3 separate regions of the Ovis aries genome follow, and regions 2 and 3 are each linked to region 1. Evidence: chromatin contacts called from public Hi-C data. All regions are on one chromosome and are shown on one strand. The core of a region is the stretch at or near the end of the contact, and the rest is flanking DNA. Distances in the headings are between cores, read along the strand shown. Region 1 holds the start of SMUG1 (single-strand-selective monofunctional uracil-DNA glycosylase 1). Region 2 holds the start of HOXC8 (homeobox C8). Region 3 holds the start of HOXC5 (homeobox C5).

Region 1 (4,991 bases), core at 1,037-3,536:
AGCCAGCAGATTAACCCCTTACCACCTGGGCTCCAGCTCCAGAAGCAGGCTGGTGGGCAGCTGAGGACCCTGTCCCAAACCCGGCTGGCCCCCAGAGAGTGACCCAACTCTCTAGGCTCTGCCCAAGCCACAGCTTGGGTCTGCTTCTGCTCCTTCCCCACAAGCTCTATCCATGGATGCCAGGCAGCCCCTTGGAGTCTTCCCAGAGGGCCAGGAGACTGACATGGACAAGGCAGGGTGGGAGGCCCCACCCCAGCCCAAGTGTCATCTCTCAGGCTCCATCTCTTAAAAGTCTATGGATCTCTGTCTCTAATCACCCCCACTTTGGGAGAGCTCCTCACGTCCATCTTTCCTGAGAGGGACTCACCAGGTGGGGAGGAGTAGTGTGGACCAGAGACACAGAAGGCCCTCAGGCCCCTCTAGGATCAGCTACAAGGTCTGCAGATTGCCCAAGACTTAGTTTCTCCCCATGTTGGGACTCCCTATCTTTGTGTTCCCAGGGGTGAATGGGCTTACAGGGACAGAAACAGTTATGTAGCCCGTCCAGGAAGATGGAATCGTGGGTCGGGCTCCTGGGGATCTCTGCTTGCCTGTCAGTCACTTCACTCATTACTGCCCTGCCAGCTGACCTGGAGTGTGGAGAGGCTGCTATAATGGCAACCTGGTGGTGCTTGGCAGCAAGAGGTGAAGGGTGGGGCGGCAGGAAGGTTGTCAAAGGGATGGTGAGGTTCCTAGATGTTTTAAAAAAAAATTTGGCCAAGCCATGCAGTTTGTGGGATCTTAGTTCCCTGACCAGGGGCTGAATCTGGGACCACAACAGTGAAAGCACTGAGTCATAACCACTGGACCATCAGGGAATTCCCTCCTAGAATTCTTAGGCAATAAGATAATGCCACCAGCATGGTTCCCCTCTCTGCCTAATTTTTGTTTAGAAACACAGAAACATGTAGATCTACTGAGACAGAGACGCCTGAGTGAAGAGCCAGTCAGAAGGTCAGGATACTCTTATTTCACTCATTCCAGAGAAAAAAGCAGAAACAGGGAGACAGATGTACACAGAAGGAGAGAGAGACTATACAAGAGACTAGGGATAGAGATACATATACATAGGCAGAGAGAGTCAAAGACACAGAGAAGGAGAGAATCCGGCACAAATGAAACCTCAGGAAATAATGGACTTTGTTGAAGGGGATGATTAATTCAGTTTCCGAAGTCTTACAAGGGTTGGGGTGGTTTCTCATCTGTGGTTCAGAGGGTCACTACTCAGTTCCCTGAAGCTCCTGCTGCACCCTTTAAGTTTTTGTCTGTTGGTAGGAGAGCAGGGGAGGCTAGAGAAGGGGGTCGCATCCTTGTTCTCTCACCTCTTCCTCTTCTGGGATTCACTGGTCTCCACCTGCAGGGAGACTGCTTTCCTCTGGTCTCAGTCATACCTGTGCTGGGGTATTCAGGAGGTGGGGATGAGAAGAATCTACCAGATAAGTGACCTTATGGGGTTTCCAGTCTAATGACAATATTATAGTCAGGACACAGACACAGATCCAGCCACAGGACAAGAACAGAGCTAGGAGTGGGACAGCTTTGGACATTAGTATTGGGTTGGGACGGTGGGAGTGAATGAACTGTTAGATGCAGCCATAGAATCTGTCAAGAAAGGTGTCCTGGACAGAGTATTCCAGAGGTAGGACTGGGAAGGATGGAAGGTAATAGGGCTGGGTAGACAGCAGGGCCGAGGAGGGAGAGAAGTGAAATGGTAAAGCTGTGGAGACAGGGGCTTGGACAGTAATGTGGGATGGAAGAGTCTCAAAGTTATTACTAAGGAGTTTAGCTAGAGATGCCAGAAGTGCTTTCGTGGGTGTCCTACATACAGTCCTTGGAGGGCTGCATAGGAGAGGTCTCTTATATCTGGAGCAGCAGGAGGGCTAGAAATAGTCTGTAGCCATTGTTAATACCCTCAGGTGAGTTAAGAGACTGCAGATAGTTGAAGCTCCCTGATTCACAATCCCTTTGAGGAAAGTGTATGAACTTTTGGAAAGGTGATGCCTTTTACAGCTAAAGCCCAGGATCTTCAAGGTCCTTACAGAACGTAGCTTCTCACTTCTCAAGTCGTCTGGATTTAGCCCTGGTGTAAAGAATAAACTACAACCCCCAGAGTTACTTACTGCCAACTTAGCACACTTTCCGGGAATTTGAGTATTTCCGGCGGAAGTGGCCGCAGCTATGCCAATCTCTTTCCCTAAACAAAGTGGACTACAACTCCCACGGTCCTCCGCGCCCGGCGGGAGGGGTGGGAAAAGGAACCGGAAACCGGATGGGGCGCTGGACCAGGTGAGGAAGTAGGAGTCTGACAACCTGGGGCGCTGGGGGGCGGGCTAGGGGCTCCCCGGGCTAGCTGGAGGTGACAGGCGGGGAGTGGAAATGTCTGTGTTTCGGGGCCCCTCTCTCCGTCAGGGGCTCGCCCGGCGCAGAGAAAGCCGAGCCCATGGAACCGCCCCGGAGACCTGCTGAGACGAGGCTTTCCCGTCGGGCGGAGCCCGCGGGCGGACGTGGAGGTTTCTTGTGGATCCTTACTTGTCAGCCCCCTCGAACTAGGAGGGGAGATGAAGTGTTGGGAACTTCTCAGTCCATGCTCTATTAGTATTATTGTTATCATTATTGGTTTTAAGGATTTGCTGATTGTCCATGTGGATTCCTAAAGTGCCCCCAAGGGACACGGGAGTGGACAGTGTCTTGGATTCCTTCTGCCTTTACTGAGTTTAGTGCCAGAGAGCCTAGGTGGCCAGACTTATCGGTGGATCACCCTCCACTTGTGCTTAATGTGACACTGTAATTTATCAGTGATTTCAGAAACGGACATTTCTTGCTCTCTGTCCCTGAGTGACTTTACATAGAATTTCCTGGTTTCTCCTTTGGGCTTCCAAGGTGTTTTCTTCAGGACATTAAAGCTGGAATCACAGTATGTCACAGTGTATTACAGTTGTTTATGTGCCATGTCACAGTCGTTTGTGAGTTGTTTATTCATTTTGGATTTCTTCCCCACCAAAAGACTACCACAATGCCTGTCATGTAAGAGACTCATAAATATTGGGGGGAAAAAATGAGTTAACAGCTGGTGGTAGGTTGGATGGGAATTTTGATTTTCATCTCATAGAGAAGACAGTTAAATGACTTGCTTAGGAGAACCTTAGAGATGAAACCGGGACTAGAATTATAGTCAGTTGACACATAGCCTGTAGCTCTTGCCTTCTGATCAGGCTTTGAAATTCTAGAACATTGAAAATAAGGCCTTGTCACTCTTCTGTGTATTCCTGGCCTTGCTGTCTTCAGGATGGGTCCCTAAAGATCAAAGGTAGGCTCAACCTTAAGACCTGAGAGAGATGCCAGACTTGGAGCAGGCAGTCTGCTAATGTTGGCACTGTATGGGGAGATGCAAAGGAAGGGCCCCGGAGCCAACGGAGTTCTCCACAGCGCCCTTCTCAGCCTTTGTTTGAGTCCAGCTGGCCCGGGTAGCCACCCGGACAGATCGGTTAAAGAGTTCTGAGAGCAGTCTAGGGAAGGATTTCCTAAGTTTAGCCCTGACTTTTAAAATTTTTGTATTATATTGGAGCATAGTTAAGATGTTTTTTCTCTCTCTTTCCCACTCTCCCAAGGCTAGGGTCAGAGAACAGGTTGATGGATCAAGCTGTTGTGTCAACCTTGTGGTCCCACCTGGGGGAAGAGGTTACTCTTGACCTGCATATGGGGTTGAGAGGGAGAAGAACCATGATCCCTGCCCTGTGGGAGGCCCAGATGTGATGGAAACGTGCCCAGAGCCTGGCAAGCTCTCAAGCAAGCAGAGTGCAAAACGTGCAGCTGGGCCTTGAGTCAACTCGGTGTAGAAGTGGAGAGGAGTCTGTCAGGAAAGGCTCTTTGGTAGAAGGTAGTTTTGTTTTTACTTATTTATATTGGCTGTGCCACGTGGCTTGCGAGATCTCCGTTCCCTAATCAGGGATTGAACCCAGTCCACAGCAGGAATCCTAACCACTAGGCCACCACGGAACTCCCAGAAGATAGTTTTAAACAGCATTGAAAAAAGATGAGATGGACACAGTTAACTGTCAGATAAAAGCTGGGACCTTGGAGATACGGAGGAAAATGAAACAGGGCTTCCTCTCTGATCTGCCTCAAGTCTAGTCTAGGAGGCAAGGTGTGAATTCATGGAGATGCCACTAACCATGGTGACATGCAGTGGTTCTCAGCCATCACTAACCATCAGAATCGCTTGAGGAAGCTTGTTTAAATAGATTCCCAAGCCCCACTCCAGACCTACTTGGGTTGGGTAGGGCTGGGAAGCTATAGCAAATGCTGTGGTGTCCTGAAGAGGGACAGCTTTCCCCGAGGGAGAATTTGAGCTTCATCTGGAAGGGCAGGTATGACTCAAATGTGTGTGTGTGGGGGGGTGGGGCAGTCAGTCCTGCTTCAGTCAAGGAGTCTATGAATTTGTGGAAATAGAATGTGTTAGGTTTTGGGAGTTTGGATAGGAAAGGCATTTTGAAAGTGTAAATGGAACGATCAGTTTGGGCCTCTGGGTTCACATGGGAATGATGAGGAGGAAGATTGGAAGAGTGGCCTTTGAGGGTTGCAAAGCTAGCGGGGGTGCTCCCTCTGCCTCTTCCCCATTCCCTCCGTTTCCCACTTGCTCCCCCGACCACCACTTACACATCTTATTCCATTTGTTATAGTAATAGTTTCAAGTGTTGCTGTTTAGTCACCCAGTCATGTCCAACTCTTGTGACCCCATGGACTGTAGCCCACCAGGCTCTTCTGTCCATGGGATTCTCCAGGCAAGAATACTGGAGTGGGTTGCCATTTCCTCTTCCAAGGGATATTGCCGACCCAGGGGTTGAAACCATGTCTCCTGCGTTGCAGGCAGATTCTTTACCACTGAGCCACATGGGTCTCCAGTATTTTTAAGTGGATATTATTTTTCTTAGTATTTGGATGAGGAGACCTGA
Region 2 (4,991 bases), core at 1,053-3,552, 170 kb after region 1:
GCCTGGAGGGGCCTCCTGGCTTCACTGCATCCGCGCCCCCGCCCCAACTCCCCCAGGCAGGCTGCCCAGGCCAGGATGTGGATGGGAACTGTCAACAGACACTCTTTAAATATTTACCCACTCTTCTCTGGGGGGTTTCCCCCATCCCCAAGACTGGGTAAATTCAAGTTAATGCTAATGGATAAAAGACCCTTATCCCATCAGCACCCTTCTCAGGCCATAAACATGTACAGTTACATGGGCTGAACACAGACAGAGAGAAAAGGGAGAAAGAGAGCTGTGGACACGTGTGCTCTGTGCAGGTGAATGAAGAAGAAGAATGATTTTTCTGGTCCTCCCCCTCCACAGTATGTAAGAGCAATACGGGGCCATACTCAGGATCCACACATATTGTATATGCTCTCTTCCACCACAAACAACATCAAACGCACACCCACTCAACTATCAGAAAGCACCTCTGACACTTCACAGACGCTGTGCACACTTGTGCACACCCAGACATATATGAAAATAAGACCTGATAAGCACACATGCATCTTTCGCTCTTTGCATCGTAAAAAAGAAAAATGCTACCTATCTTCCTTCCACATTTTGGAGTTTCAGGGTTGGATGAGGAAGGAGGCAGTTAGAAAATCAGATCTTTTTCTTCGCTATCCATCCGGAGCCCAGCTCTAGGGATGAAGGAAGAAATAAAAGTGCAGGGGAGGACGATGCAGAGAGAATGAGTCTCCCCCTTCTGTATCTAAATAGTTGCTGGGGAAATAGTCACTCTCAGCCACATTCCCAAAGGAGAACCACTGGGGCCCCAGCAAGAGATCAGGATACCCTGAATTTGGAGGAATCCACCCCCATTTGAGTGAGGTGGAGACTGCTCCAACTCTGTGACATCACACCCATAACTCTGACCCTGGAGCCACAGGAGGGGAGGGTCAGAGGGCCATGCCAGGGCTGCAGGGTCCAGGGCAGTGGGGAACATGACAGAGATTTCCTCCACTACCAGAGCACGCTGCAGCCTTGGTTCAGCCTCTGCCTTCTCTGGGCCTGCTCTGTAGGTTCTAAACTGACAGACTCTGGACTCTCAGCTTCTAGGTCACTGGGGACTGTCATAAATACTTTCCCTTTCCCTCCTGGAAAGCAGAGGCTGAGCAGGCCATATCCGCTCTGGGGCCTGCGCCTTATCTTTTAGGGGGTGGGGGGATATCTCAACATTTTATGGGCCAGTGAAAATCCTGCCACAGAGCTATCCTTCCGGGCCTTTGTGTCTTGGAATGCAACTGTCCAGAGTGTGCTTCATGCATCGCCTGCTTTGAGAGCCCACCAGTCCCCAAAGCCCCGACTGGACTTGATTTCCCCTTTCAAGGGTCCCTCGCCTTTTCTCTCTTTAGTTCATTTGATTGTTTGTTTTTTACATGTTTCTGGTTGATTATGCTCCTGGAGCCTGGAAATAAAGGAACCGCAAGCAGCCATCCTTGCTGGGGCGTCTCCGTCCCTCGCCCCGAGGCCTGCACCGCCCTCCTAGGTATCGTGGATTTATGTTCGTTTGTCCGGGTCATTCTGCCTTTTCGTGTTAATTACGCGCTGCCTGCTTCGTGCTTATCTCCTGCGCAAAGCGATTATTTTCAACGCCCGCCCTTCTGAGCCTCCCGAGTCTGCTGGGAGAGCGAGGACCCATCTCCTGCCGCCACTCGCGATTTATTTACACCTCGCAGGTGAGAGGATTGATTTGCTCAGAGCCAGAGGGGCCGGGCTGGGCCGGGGCACCCAACCTTTTAGTCGCTGCTCCTCGGGGCCAGGCCTCAAATGTCAGTGCGGCCAGGCCGGCTGGGGGCACCGCCGCCGCCTCTAACATTGAGCAACAGCGCCACCTCGCGTCCACTTGCTCCAATGCAGTTCGGCCGAGAAAAAGCCAGCAGCTAAGAGCAAGCAGGTCCCCAGGCTTGACCCAAAGGTCGGGGATGGGAGGAAGGAGTTTCCAAATGAATGAGCAAGAGAGGGGTCCCCGGAAGGGACTCCCCCCTTCCCAGGAGCGCTGTTCTTTTGTTTTCTAAATCGTCGAACTAAACCTTGCCCAAGGTTTTGTACTATTTTCTCTTTTTGTCACCCTCCCTTCCCGCATTGAGACACTGTGCAAAAGGAACTGCCGCGATTATCCCCACAACCAGGCGCATTTCTGGCCTCGGAACACCGCGCACGCAGACACACGCACCGAAGCTCCCGCGACCGCCTGCCCGTGGCGCGCACCCTAAACTCCTCGCTCCTCTTACCCTGCCTCCTGCTCCGTACCGCCTATTCCGCCGCCGCCTGCAGGACTTTGGGGTGGGACTCTGACTTCTCCCGGCTCTTTGCCCCCTGGTTTGTGGCCCAGCCCTCTCTCACGCGCGCTCTCTCTCCACTTCTCCCTCCCATCCAGTGAGGTCCTGTTCTCCGTGGGCCATAGACAAAACATTCCTATAATCCGATTTCAAAGGAAAGAGTGTCCACCTTATTTAAACCATAAAACAATTAAGCCCAGACGTCTAGCCAGCTCCGCGCTGCTGTTTTGTTCGGCCCCATTCAGAATCCAGCGCAGGGAGACAAACAGCGCCATAAAAGTGGCATTTCGGGGCCTCGGAAATGTACCTACCCTCTGCCTTCCCAAGTGGAACAACCTTTAGGGTTTTGTGATTCTGACAAAGGAGCAGAGGAGAGGTGGGAGGGGAGGATTAGGGCAGGGGGGCGTTTGCAAGCCCCTCTTTCGTCCCTAGCTTTCGTTTCTTTCCCTAGATGTGTGTCATGTTGTTGTGGTTTGAGTTCACAAATGACAATAAATAAAAATCGAATCCAATCCTGACCTGCAGGCTGGAGGTTGAGCTGGTACTGAACCGTGGGCTGGACCGCGTGGGCCTACTCTGGATCCCACGCTCTGGTTAGGGCCCTCCTTCCTGCCCGGAGCCAGACCGGCTCAGGCGGGCCGCAGGAAGCAGGCCGCGCTGACGGTCGGACGAGAGGAGGCGACAGGGCCTTGGAGCAGGGGCGGGGTGGAGGCCCGGAAACACCGCCGAGCTCGGGCAGGGAGAGAAGCTTGAGTCCCCGCGGTCAGGACCGAGGGAGATGGGTGGGTGCCTTGTCCTCCGCGCGGGGCGCAACTGAGGCCAGGGTCCCAGAGGAGGAGCGAGGTAGCCAGAAAACTACATGCAAAGCACCTTTCAAAAGGACCAAGAAAACAATCGCTTCTGGAATTGGGAAGTCTGTTCTTAAGCGGGAAAGAGGAGGGGTGCTTCAGCGACTGGGAAAACCAAACCGCGACTTTAGATTGTCTCCCTCAAAATATTATCAAAAACAAAACATTCACCTCTTCCCACCTTCCTCCAGCCCCTGAAACTGGGCTATTTAATAGGAGTGGGTAGGAGATTCAAATGATGGGAAGGGGCTGGTCCCTACAAGTGCCTCACCAATCCTGGAAGGTGATGGCCATGGGGGAAGCTGCTTAGGAATTGGGGTCCCCAATTATTTTCCTTTACTGTGGTATTCCCCAAGTATTCAGAGCAACACCCTGCACTCTCGCCAAAATAGGCAGCCTGAGATATTAAAGGGCTATATTTCAAGCAGTCTGAGTTTAATAGTTTCCAGATTGGGGGATTTCCGAGAAAGGGGGCGCTGGGCTGAAGCATACCCGGCAGCTTGAGTCTGCTTCTGATTAACAGATGAAAACTGCTGGTTCTGGGGAAGGCTCTCGGGGTGCTAGGCAATCGACCATCCCCACCGGGCTGTTGTTACACACACATATCCCCAAATCTTCGCCCCTGAGGTCCTACAGCCACCAGAGAACACCCCACTTCTGGCTAATCCCTGACCAGGTTCCTTTGGCCCTAGCCTCGGGATCTCCTAGAAATGCTGCGGTTGCTCAGCATAACCACTGTCACCCCCAGATCAACATTCAAATCAGGCACCAGAGAGATAGAGAGGTTGAATAGAAAAGAGAGAACTAGGAGATGGAGAGAGGAACTGAGAATACACTGAGAAATAGAAACGAAATCAAATCTTGATTGCATTGGTGTTGCCATCTTTCTTCTCTCTCCCTCCTTTCCTCCCTTTTCTTTCTTCCCTCTCTATTCTCTCCCCCTGCTCTCTCTCTGCATCTTCTTTCACTCTCAGTGTCCAGTGCCTGTCCAGTTCCCTGAGGCCTGCAGGGCCTCCCTCTTCACTCTTCACCGCACACCCTCCTTAGCAGCCTCCCCCCCACCAAGACACCCCTCAAAGCACCGATGCAGCCAGGCAGGAATCCAGCCCCGGCCTGCACCCAGCACGCAACCTTCATCTTTACCTATCTCTTCCCTCCGATCTCATGTACTCATAAATTATTACAATTAATTACAGCCAAGGAAAACCATTCATGCCGTACCCCCACCCCCAGGGACTCCATCGAGCTACCAGGAGACTCACAGGCAGCCAGCCAAGGAAGGCACAGGCGGCACCCGGGCCTCAGCAGCCTCCACCACCCCCCTGGAGCCTCTCAGCCCCATCACACCCTGCCTGGGGGAGGAGTGGCGGGCACTTGCCCTTCCGAAGCAGGGGGAGACCCTTGCCTGGCTCCCACCTCCCCTAAAGGATCTAAGCACTTGTCTCCTCCACGTCAGAAGCCTGGGAGCGACAAGGAAGAGAAATAATGAGAACTGGATGCAGTTGGGTTTCTGGTTTTTTAAATGACTTCGATATATTAACACAGAGCTGTTCTACCATAACAAACAGAAGCACGTTACAGGACCGACTCTGAGGATGAGAGGAGACTGCTATGTACACTCCAGAGGCGCCGGCCTGTGCCGCTGGACCCAGCCTGCGGCATGGTCCCCGGCCCTCGCCTTTTAGCTCCTGGGCTGGGAAGCATACTTGTGTATGTTGTGTGTGTGCGCGTGTGTGTGTTTGTACAAAATCTGCACACAGAGCACCCCAGGCCTGGGGAACGATGGCCCGGACCAAATACAATACATGAAAAAAAATAGAAATATAGCGAT
Region 3 (4,991 bases), core at 895-3,394, 140 kb after region 1:
AATAGTTGAGCTAGCTAGCGGTCTGAGGCTGGGGGCCTGAGAGGGCATGCAGAGAGCGCAGGCTGGACAGGTTTCTGGGTTTTGGGGTTGAGGGGGCGCAGGTTTAGAGAGCATAGGGCAACCGAGGGGGCCCTAGGCAGACAGTCATCTCCCCCTTTCATATGCAGATCATTAAAAAAATGAGCATTCAGTTGAGTGGCTACAAAGAAGCACCCCGAGATGGTGCCGGGGTTTGCCAAGCACAACCATGCTCTCACCAAGCCGGCAGCCCGCCTGGCCCGCCTAAGCCGGAACAAAGGAGAGGGCGAGGCCGCAAGGTCCGGGCGTGGGGCCTGCCGCGGCGGCAGGGCCCACCTGAACCCCGGCGGCCCACGCTGGGGCAGGAATTCTGAGAGGCGGCCCAAGCCAGGTTTGCTCAGCACCAGCTCCTGTGCCACAGCCGTCTGGGGGTCCCCTGCGGAACTTGCCCCGGACCTCGGTGCTGAGCAGAACTGAGGGGAGTCCGGTCGGCGCGGGCAGCCCCGCGGGAACCTGGGGTCGGTGGGGATGCGCAATGCCAAGGGAAAGAGCTTTTGTCTGAGGTGGGGAACCGGCGCTCCAGCCCCCGTTCTTGCCCCCAAGATATCTAGAGAGGAAAAACCGACAGGGAAAGGCGCGGGACCGAAGCGGGCTCGGGGTGCTCTCGGCGGGCCTCCCCGATGCCTCTAGAGAGCCTCTTTGCTTTTCATTTTGGAATCTTTCTTCCACTTCATCCTGCGGTTCTGGAACCAGATCTTGATCTGTCTCTCGTTGAGACACAAGTTGTTGGCGATCTCTATGCGCCTGCGGCGTGTGAGGTAGCGGTTAAAGTGGAATTCTTTTTCTAGTTCCAGAGTCTGGTAGCGCGTGTAACTGGTTCGGGACCGCTTGCCGTCCGTCTCTGGAATATAAACCCCCCCAAGCCAGGAAGGGGTGAATAGCGTGCAGCACCCCAGCGTCCCCATCCCAGCCCCAGGCCCCCACCCGCGGCCAGAGGGAGAAGACGCGACCGGGGCCGGACAGGCCCGGCGGGCCGCAGGCGGGCCCGGCCCAGCCCAGCCTGGCCCCGGGAGAGGAGCCTCCGCCCAGGCAGGAAACTTTCCGCCGCAGCCTTCACTCAGCAGCCGGAGGGGCTGGGGGTGGGGGGAGAGGGAGACCCAGGCTCGGACCGAACAATAAGCACCCTCGAGATCCGAGCACCGGGGACCCCCCTCCCGCCCCTCCCGAGTCGCTGGAATCCTCCGGAGCCGCAAGCGGCGGCCGAGCCGGCTCCGCAGGGGAGGGAGGAGGGACCGCGGGGGGATCCCCGCTCTGGAGCCCCGCGCTCCTCACCCTTCAGATCCCTCTATTTTTTTAACTCCCTCCCTCTCCCCCAAAAATTGAATATTGCCTTTTATACACGTTTTGTTCCTATGATCCAATTATGTCGTCGTAAATTTGGGCGCACACAGCCTCTAAGCCTTTTAGTGGACAGTTTTACGAGCCATTGATGCCTGGATCGTAAAATTTATGGCCGCAGGTTTTTTTTCTTTATTTGCCCCGCATGGCCTATAAAACCCAGGCGGACCCGAGCGCGCAAAATGAAGTCCTAAAGTTTACCGTGGCTCATGTGCAGTTTGGTCATCCACGGGTAAATCTGTGGCGCGGCCGGTGGCTGGCTCAGTCCGGCAGGCTGCCCTGTCTGCGCCTGCTCCTCTTTGATCTCCCCACTGCTCTTAGCTCGCTCCTCCAGCGCTGGGCGAGCCGCCTTCTGACTGTACATCCCGGGGTTCAGAGGAGCCGCTTCATCTCTGCCCAGAGCGTGTCCCGGAGCGGCTGCGGCGCTGCAGGCGGGGCGGTCGGGGTGAGCCCGGGGGTTGGCAGCCATGTCTACCCCGTGGAGAGAGTTGGAAGGCGCAGGCGGTGGGAAAGTGATGCTTAAGTCCAATCCGCCGTAGCAGTACCTGGATGCCTGCACCTCTGAGGCCGATCCATAGTTCCCACAAGTTTGCATGTTATAGGCAGGGATATTGGGGCTCTGCTTATAGAATGAATTGGCTACGTAGGAGCTCATGGCGGGGAGGGCCCAAAAAAAATTTCTGCACCCTTTTTGATTAAGGGTGATTTGTGACTCTTTGAAGTTGAGGGGTTTTTTGTTCTCCAAAGTGCACAATTTATAGGTGGAGATATCTCTTTCTTTATCCTATGCGCTCTTCCCAAATAAGGGAGCCTTAAATAGAGTCACGTGACTCGAGCGGCCACTCATAAATTTGGCTTGATGACCTCCGGGAGGTTAGTGATGGAAGCCGGCGAAACGCATCTTGATATGTTGGCAAAGCCCAACCAAGGGGGAGAGGGAGTGAGAGAGAGAAAAAGAGAGAAGGGGGAGAAAAAAAAAAAGGTTCTTGGAATTGGGGGGTAGCCGGGACAACAAGCCCACAGCGACACCTGGTGCCTACTTTCAGGAATTGCATCCTGGCTCGCTGGCTGGCCTTCAGGCCTCTCAGGATTTTCTACCCTGTAAAGGAGAAGCTGGGTGTTGCTGCAATAAACTCCTGAAATGGCCTTTTAAATTGTATTTAATTTTAACGGGAGATAAGGCTTCACCAGGACGCGCAGAGCGTTTTTTGATAACGGATAGCCCCATCCTCCACAACCCCAGGGAGTTTCAATGTTCAAAAATATCTGAGAAGGGGATTGAGGTAGGAGAGCCCCAGCCCAGACTGGAGGAGTCTTATCTCAGGTTCTCTAAATCAAGGGTCCAGGTCCTTTCCTTTGAGGTCCCGGAGCCCTGATACTGCTGAAGAGGTGCCTGTCAGGCTGAGAAAGTGAACCCAGCCTCTGGAGAGGTAGACAGGATGCCATGAGGAGTGGTCCTGGGTGGACAGAGCTAGATAGAGGGCTCCTGGGACTAAGATTGCTGGGGACTTTGGGGTGAGCCTGGAGGTAAGGAGCCAGGGGAAGATAGGTAGGCCTCCTCATCACACCAGGGACTCCAGAGTGACATCAAGGCAATTTTCAATTATGTGGGTGGGTGGGTGAGTGGCTAGCTGCGTAGGTAAAGAATCAGACATAATGAACTGGAGGACTGCTCTACATCCCTGTGTATGACCCTCGTGTGGTACCCATGCCAAGTATTTTGGATGGAAATATGTATGTTCATTGAGGGCATGGAGAAGCAAAATTCAAGCTTCCACAAATATTATATGAGCAGGGCAAAGGAAAAAGCCTGTTTTGTGCCCTTTGGGGAAAAGGCCTCTGAACCAGGCTTTCCAGGGACCTGGGTTCAGAAGGTCCAAGGGAGAGCAATTTCTGAGCTATCTGGAGGTCTCCCAAAGGACCTGGCTGGGGGCAGGGGGCTGGGGGTGGGCAGGGCAGGCGCCTGGGCCACCTTCACAGCCTGAGACCAAGGCCTCCGCAGCCATTCGGCCCCTTTCCGACCCCCTCCCCTAGCGCCAAGCCTTATTCTTTCCTGCCTGTCTCTCCCCAGGAAATCTCCGCCCCTGCCACGAGAAGCCCCCCTTCGGCCCCCCCGCTGGTGGAGGCGCTGGAGGGGGCGCTGGCGGGGATCTGGAAGGTCTGGAAAACTCTGGCGGATTTTTTTCCCTCCGGGAGAGACCCCCTCAAAACCTCACCCCCTACATCCACTCAGGTTTCTCTGGCTGGGCTTAGGAAAGACGGCCTGAGCTGGGGAAGGGCTAGGGTCTGGCTGCGCTCCTCGCTGGCCTAGTTTGAGGGGAGAAGAAACAGTAAGGAAAAGACGGGCTGGAGAAGTAAGGAAGAAGGAATTTGGTCCCGGCCACGTCAGGAGTCCCAGAGCAGGCGAGAGCTCAGTTTCCAGGCTTTCTTTTCCGAGATGTCCTTGAATCGTTCAGGCCCTGCAGAAGGGCTCAGATCCCGGCGGTCTGCTTTTTCCCCTCGGCTCTCCGCCTCCGCCACGTTTCGCAAGAATCCTGGCGCGGGCCGGGGGCTGCCCTGCTGGCTCCGGCGCCTCCCTCCCTACTCCCGGGAGTGGGCGGGGGCGACCTGGGGCCTGGATGATGCGGCCTTTCTGGCCTTTGGGGGTCCGGGGTTCAGAAGCCGAGGACCCCAAACTACCAAAGACAGGAAGAAAGGCCTGTGTGGGGCCGGAGACCAATGCGGCCAACCCGGGGTCCCACTCTACCCCCAACCAAACCTATGCGGCCTTTTTTTTTTTTTTTTTTTTTGCGGTTTGAATGCGTTGCTCTGCGTGGGGAGCCCGGAGAGGCCTCCCAGCCCCCAGTGCAACCCCGGGGAGAACCACAAGGCCGGGATCGGCGCCGGGCCTGGCCAGGCGCGTGCAGGGGGCTGGGGGCTCGCAGGCGGCGGGCAGACGCGGGAGCGCTCAGAGCCTGCTCCAACTTTCAGCCTGAGGCCGGCGGGCGAGCGAAGTAACAGAAATCCTGATATAAACTTTTAAAAATAATATCAGTTTTATTAAATATTCGAGAACGGATCCAGAGGTCGGATTTATACAGGAAGGTAACACGAGGGAATTTTTATTTATTTTTTTTCTCCTACTGGCTAAACAAACGTCGCTCACTTTTTTTCTTTTTGTAATTTTCCCTCTTTTTTTTTTTTTTCCTTTTTAAGATGGGATTGGAACACGGACGGTGCTAAACATAAATATAAATACAGAGACCACAAATACAGCTAAAAATATTCACACAGAAACGGTCACAGTTTGTAATATGCCATAATGACCCCCAGGATTCTTTAAATACAATTCGCCTGGGCTGGGCATTTGCTGGGGCAGAGGGGCCGGGCAGGGGCTGCGGGGAGGCCCTGGGGGCTGCTGTGGGGCCCCGACGCGCCCTCCTCGGGCCTCCCGCCCTCCCCGGCTGCGAGGCCGGGCCCCGAGGCCCGGGAGCAGAGGCCCCCGGGGCCCGGGAGCCGGCTCTCTGCGCGGGGGCGGAGATGGGGGGCGCCGAGGGGGTGGGAGGCCAAGTCCTCGTTTGGAGGGAGATCTGTGG

The links. A called contact is a pair of places that touch in the nucleus more often than the background predicts.
Region 2: a Hi-C map of tail adipose tissue shows a contact between it and region 1, with 5 times the contacts expected there. The contact joins the promoter of HOXC8 here to the promoter of SMUG1 in region 1. A contact is called at or near these places in 6 of 16 Hi-C or Micro-C datasets (blood, mesenteric adipose tissue, muscle and 1 more).
Region 3: a Hi-C map of liver shows a contact between it and region 1, with 5 times the contacts expected there. The contact joins the promoter of HOXC5 here to the promoter of SMUG1 in region 1. A contact is called at or near these places in 12 of 16 Hi-C or Micro-C datasets (blood, hypothalamus, liver and 5 more).

Annotation. Positions count from the first base shown.
Region 1 is chr3:132,336,533-132,341,523 of ARS-UI_Ramb_v3.0, forward strand. SMUG1 (single-strand-selective monofunctional uracil-DNA glycosylase 1) reads left to right here and starts at 2,287. Exons shown (of 3, transcript XM_060414037.1): 1 at 2,287-2,325; 2 at 3,648-4,991.
Region 2 is chr3:132,506,973-132,511,963 of ARS-UI_Ramb_v3.0, forward strand. HOXC8 (homeobox C8) reads right to left here and starts at 2,303. Exons shown (of 2, transcript XM_027967236.3): 1 at 1-2,303. LOC132659619 (a long non-coding RNA gene) reads left to right here and starts at 1,343. Exons shown (of 2, transcript XR_009600224.1): 1 at 1,343-1,519; 2 at 4,357-4,991.
Region 3 is chr3:132,480,213-132,485,203 of ARS-UI_Ramb_v3.0, forward strand. HOXC5 (homeobox C5) reads right to left here and starts at 2,145. Exons shown (of 2, transcript XM_004006281.6): 1 at 1,618-2,145; 2 at 1-919. The coding sequence starts at 2,071. The coding sequence ends at 705. It overlaps HOXC6 (homeobox C6), which reads right to left. Exons shown (of 2, transcript NM_001009335.1): 2 at 4,570-4,991.